Linked DNA regions of Mus musculus: region 1 is linked to region 2. Evidence: chromatin contacts called from public Micro-C data. All regions are on one chromosome and are shown on one strand. Each heading gives the region's core, a stretch centred on a gene start, on an enhancer-like site or on the middle of the called end of the contact. The rest is flanking DNA. Distances are from core to core; before and after follow the strand shown.

Region 1 (2,943 bases), core at 308-2,807, 110 kb after region 2:
GCTGGACATGAAAATCAAAGTAATAGGGCCAGCAAAGTAGGTTGCCCTGGTTTCTAAGCTCGTACAATGTTGTCATGTCTTCTCTCTTTAAAAACTCAAGTATATCGTTTATCCAGGCACACACCTTTAATCTCAGAACCTGAGGGGCAGAAGCGGGTGGGTGTCTATGAGTTTGAGGCCAGTCTGGTCTACATAATGAGTTCCAGACCATCTGGGGATACGTAGGGAGACCCTTTTCCATTTGTTTGTTTGTTTGTTCGTTTATTCATTCATTCATTCATTTAACTGTATCCACCGAGCTGGAGGTGCTCTTCTGTGGTAATATCACATATTACATACAGCATACATAAGGCCTAGAGTTCATTATGCAGGGTCAGAAACAAATGCCACCTCAGGGCACAGAGACCTTGTCTAGCCTGGGCTGCTCAGGGACTAAAGCTGAGGGCTATTTGAAGCAGGCATTTCAGGCTGCCTGTGGGAGAGAAGAAGGGGCTCACTTCTCACTGGCATCTCTTTTTTTTTGTTTTGTTTTGTTTTTGTTTTTTTGTTTTTCGAGACAGGGTTTCTCTGTATAGCCCTGGCTGTCCTGGAACTCACTGTGTAGACCAGCCTGGCCTCAAACTCAGAAATCCCCCGCCTCTGGCTCCTGAGTGCTGAGATTAAAGGCGTGCGCCACCATGCCCGGCTGACTCACTAACATCTCTTGCTCCCTGGTTGGCACTCTAGTAAATGCTGTCACCCACTTGAATGCTCTGTGTCACTTGTAGAAGAGTATACATTCTTTCTGTTACTTAACTCTCACTTTGTAATTGTCTAAAAATATTTATTCATCAGCAAGGCTCAACTCAGAAGAGTGAAAATCTTTAATTTTTCACTATAATTTTCTAAGAATGGAAAGGGTCAGCCAATATTAACTCATTGACCTTCATTTGAATCTTCATCTACTACTTCATCCCCACATCTCACAGAGAAGCAAATATTGCCACAGTGGCCTGGTGCAGCCCCACTCTCTGACAGCAGCACTCTGTATAGGGGCATCAGTCTATCCCACACCTCTGCAGCCCCACCTGATCACCCATACCGCACAGTAGTTGTAGGACAGGATGGGGAGGAGGGAGAGAGAGGCGCGTCCTCCTGTGTAGATACATCTCGCCATCTAGCTCTTGTGGACTTTGCTGAACATCTCTTTCCATGGAATCTGGATGTTCTCAGAAGAGGCATCAGTGCGCCTCACGTCACCGTATCAGAATATGGCACTAGATATCCGTGCCAAATCCATGCTCTGTGAGCAAAGTCACCAAATCACCAGGTCCTAACATACAACTCGAGGTGATGGTGAAGTTTGCTCTTCTGCATGCTTACATAAAGGGGCACTTTCCAGGGTGACTTTACCCACAGAGAAACAAACAGAAAATCTAAGATGATTGCTTCATGTTCAGGAGGCCAAGGGTTGGAGCGGGCTGGGTACCGGCCAGCTTAGAGACATTTCTCCGCCTCCAGCCCTAGGTTGAGATGTGAAGTAACATGATCTTGAAGCTGCAGCTAAGTGACAAAAAGGCACTGTCATCCAATCAGATGTGAGATTTGCCTGTGTGCCAGTGCTAGTGTGGGCTCTGACTCACCCGTGGGTAATTAGAAAAGACTGGTTTTTTTTTTTCCATTCAACAAATATTTATTGAGTAATAGCATAGCAGACACTGAATACAGCTCTAAACAGTCGCTGACCTCAAGTGAGGCAGGAGCAAGGTTCTGAGCCCTGTGACTCCATCTTGTATCTTTGAGGAAATGGAAGTACTAGACACTGAGGAAGGGGAGGGGGACAAACAGCAGGGCACAAGAGTCCAGAGCTGAGATGGGAGAAGAATTGGTGGGGTGGGGGCCAAGGCTTAGCAGGAAAGCAGCTAGTGACATCATTGATTGCAATAAGACCTAGTTATACCCAAGGTTGCCCAGGAAGCTTTGAAGAAATGCAACTGTCAGGCTGAGGTTTGTTGCCTGCTCTCAGTAGGAGGTAAGGAAGTCCTTGTACCAGGGTAGAGCTGACTGAAATGCTATTGCTATGCAGATGAGGGGGTTGGGGGGGATGGAGGCTGGCCGCAGCAAGCCTGGCCTCCTGGGCTTCTCTCCCTTATCTTTTGTCTTCTTTTCTATTCCCAGCAACAAGCCAATCTGATCCCAGGGCTAAACCTCAGTGCACTTGGCATCTTTTCGACTGGACTGTCTGTGCTTCCTCCACCAGCAGGGCCCCGTGGAGTTCCCCCCAGTCCTCCCTATCACCCCTTTGCTGTAAGTAACTGGGTGTCCCCCACACCACTGTGCTTGGCACCCCCCAACCCCCCTCCCCCCGGGGGGGGCAGCACAGCTACTCTCTTATGTTGAGGAAGGGCAAACACTTTTGTTTGCAGTCTTGATGAGTGATTGTAATTTGAATAAGAGTTTTTCTGGTGGGGAAAAAATACCAAACCAAGCTCTGAACGTGTGTTCTCAAACATGGGGTCATACCACCTAGGAAGGAACTGCTCACTGCTTCAGTAACTCGAGGTGTGTTTTATAAAAATAAGTTGTTAGTTCAAGCAACATTCATGAGTGTTAGTCATTTAGTACAACCTTTGTCCATAACTGAAATATACTTTATAGAAAGAAGACACCATAGTGTTTGTATGTAAACAGCACACTGCCTGATGTTTGAGCCTTAATTCTCAGCAGAATGTGAATGGTATGTCTTCCGCTTGTCAGTCTTATTCACAAACATCATTCAAGATTAGTACATTACCAAATGGAGGCTGAAGACACTGAACACGTGGCAGCTACCTTCCCCCACCTTATTCTTCTCTAAACACAAGGACGAATTTTGTGGGCAGATTTTGTTACTCCTGTGTATAAACCATTTCGTCGGGGAGAATCCAGTGAGTGGGTGAGCTCTTTGCTGATTGGTGCTTGCTC
Region 2 (2,857 bases), core at 225-2,724:
CTACCTACCTATGACAGGCAGGAGAGCTGGCCCTGGGGCCATGAGAGTAGGAGAGCTGTCCTTGCCCCTCGCCTGCTGCAGCACCCAGGCTCACCTGCACTCAACCCTCACCTGGGCTGTCTGATGGTAGAGCTGGTCTGATGGTGTGGGCACAGATGCTCTCAGGAGAGCCGGCTCTACCCCTTATTGGTTATAGTATTGGATGGACCAGCAAGGGCAGGCCAGAAGAGCTCACCCCAGTATGTGGGTGCAGGAGACCTGGCAGGCTGACAGATAGGATCCAGAGCTTTGAATTTGTTCACCCCAACATCTAGATCATTGGAACTGCTGACATGTGTGAAGGGGCTGGTCCTGCAGATCTAAAACTACAGCTCTCCATGACACAGGGCAATGATAAGGCCTCATGCCAGACCAACAACTCATTGCAATGTACATTTGCAAGCAAATTAGTGTGGACAAAAGGGTGTACTGTGGGACACACTGTGACACACTACAGCTTCCACAATGAGAGTTTTTTTTTTTTTCTTTTCTCTGTTGTAGGGGAGGTTGCAAGGGTAGACTGTGGGTACGAGGTGGGGGGGGGGGGAATGAGTGGAATTGGGGTGCATGATATGAAAATCACAAAGAACTAATAAAAAGGTTTTTTGTTTGTTTGTTTGTTTTTCGAGACAGGGTTTCTCTGTGTAGTCCTGGCTGTCCTGGAACTCACTTTGTAGACCAGGCTGGCCTGGAACTGAGAAATCCACCTGCCTCTGCCTCCCAAGTGCTGGGATTAAAGGCGTGTGCCACCACGCCCGGCCCTAAAAAAGTTAAAAAAAAAAAAGATATTAGGGACAGGCTTAAAAGATAATCGTGAGGAAGTGGCATTAGGAGGAAACGTCTTCTGTGTACCAAAAGAGCAGATGTAACCCTCCGGGATTGCAGTCACCCTTTAAAGCGTCACTGATGCAGAGAGAAAGACCCTGAGATGGAGCTTGTAAAAGTTCAGAGTGCTGCCTGGGAACACCATCCTCAGGGTTTTTAGGGTTAGTGGCGTCCTGCGTCTGCTCTGCCACAGGGCTCGGGCTGCTGGAGGAGGCAGGACACAGGAGTTCTGACCGAGCTTACCCCACGTCGTTGCCAGGCAGTTGTCAGTTGCCAGTTGTCGAGCTATGGGAAGCTATGGGAAGCCTCAGGGCACCGCTCCGGGTGTGAGGAAGCACAGTCTAAGGTACCGGGGGACAGCTGGAGCTGGCTTGGGGGATCCCGCGGCCTGCGATGAGGCCAGGGCCATCTGGTTCTCATCCAGGCTCTTTGGCACCCAGGTGCCGCTGGATGCTGCGGAAGAGCTGAGAACAGAGTGGGGGCCCGAGGCCTGGATGTGGCCCTGGGCCAAGGGGGAAAAGAGGGGAGCTCTGGATATATCCGGCGGGGATAGAGTCCTTGGCTTGTTGGCAGCGGTAGGTTTGGGCTTTGCTTGGTGGAAGCCTTGGCTGGGGGCACTAAGAGGAGGTTAGTGGTTACTGGCAGGTTAGACAGCGGCTCTGTAAGTGAAAGCCTTCTCCACTGCGCCCCATGGCGGATCTCCATAAAAAGAGGCAGTCCGCGGTTTTAAGACATTTATTGTCATGGTGGAAAGTGGATGAGTAAAACCTTACTCTCGGGCTGGTGAGATGGCTCAGTGGGTAAGAGCACCTGACTGCTCTTCCGAAGGACTGGAGTTCAAATCCCAGCGGCCACATGGTGGCTCACAACCATCTGTAACAAGATCTGACGCCCTCTTCTGGAGTATCTGAAGACAGCTACAGTGTACTTACATATAATAAATCTTTAAAAAAAAAAAATCTTACTCTCTCCCCCCACCCCCTAGTGTCCAGGAACCAGGCAAAACACCTGCCGCCCCTTTAGGGTCACCGGGGTTTCTAACCTTAGCTCAACCAGGAACCAGGCTGCCTTCACCGTCCTACAAGGGTGGCCCATGGCTGGGAGCCCTGCTGACGCTCTCAAGGATGCTCTGGAGACTGCCTGACCACCTGCATCCTGACCTCTTTCATGTCCCTCCAGGTTCATGGAGCACCACTGTGTGCTCTAAGGTATGAAGGTCACTAAAGTCAGAATTATGTCATGAACCCTTCGAATTTAGGCTTTTCTGTTTTGTCTTGTTTTGTTTTGTTTTGTTTTGCTTTGTTTTTGTTTTCCATTCTTTTGGTCATTCCCTACTGGAAATCTATCCCTGGGTTAGACCCTCCCACAACCAACACTAATCAAAATAAATAAATAAATAAATAAATAAATAAATAAATAAATAAATAAAAATTGCCCTACAAGCTTCCCTCGCCTACCAGTCAATCTGAAGTTCCCTGCTCCTAGATAACTGGAGCATGTGTCAAGTTGACAAAAAAAAAAACAACAACAACAAAAAAAACTAACCTGTACTATACCTCCTAAATGGCCATCAGATCCAGCCAGAGTTCTGCAAGTGACTGAAACTCAGATTAAAGGAACAAGTCCAGTTTCAAGTTCACAGGGAGAAAGCAGCTTGGAGTCAGGATCTTGGATTTATATCATTTCTTCTTCGTTTTTGTTTGTTTGTTTTTTGTTTTTTTTCGAGACAGGGTTTCTCTGTATAGCCCTGGCTGTCCTGGAACTCACTTTGTAGATCAGGCTGGCCTCCAACTCAGAAATCCACCTGCCTCTGCTTCCCAAGTGCTGGGATTAAAGGCATGTGCCACCATTGCCCAGCTCTTCTTCGTTTTTAAAGACTTTATTTATTATGGTTATTATTGCAGGGCTAGAGATGGAACCCAGGGCCTCATGCATACTACGTAAGCACTCTATTACCAAGCTACAGTCCCAGTCCTTGATTGCTTTGAGGCAG

The links. Hi-C and Micro-C count contacts between places; a contact is called where the count stands out from the background.
Region 1: a contact with region 2 is called in a Micro-C map of embryonic stem cells, with 2.0 times the contacts expected there. The contact joins two enhancer-like sites. A contact is called at or near these places in 1 of 484 Hi-C or Micro-C datasets (embryonic stem cells), 1 of 115 datasets of contacts at active chromatin or transcription factors (pancreatic cancer cells) and 2 of 9 other capture datasets (adipose tissue and liver).

Annotation. Positions count from the first base shown.
Region 1 is chr16:22,075,360-22,078,302 of GRCm38.p6, reverse strand. It overlaps Igf2bp2 (insulin-like growth factor 2 mRNA binding protein 2), which reads left to right. Exons shown (of 16, transcript NM_183029.2): 10 at 2,158-2,286. Among named protein-coding and RNA genes, the nearest start is that of Senp2, 67 kb to the right of the region's middle. Within about 2 kb of position 1,557, at least 118 of the 459 cell types and tissues checked have an H3K27ac peak or open chromatin away from gene starts, as enhancers often do. A contact at or near this core is called in embryonic stem cells, where this site is marked.
Region 2 is chr16:22,186,243-22,189,099 of GRCm38.p6, reverse strand. No RefSeq gene overlaps it. Among named protein-coding and RNA genes, the nearest start is that of Igf2bp2, 24 kb to the right of the region's middle. Within about 2 kb of position 1,474, at least 9 of the 459 cell types and tissues checked have an H3K27ac peak or open chromatin away from gene starts, as enhancers often do. A contact at or near this core is called in embryonic stem cells, where this site is marked.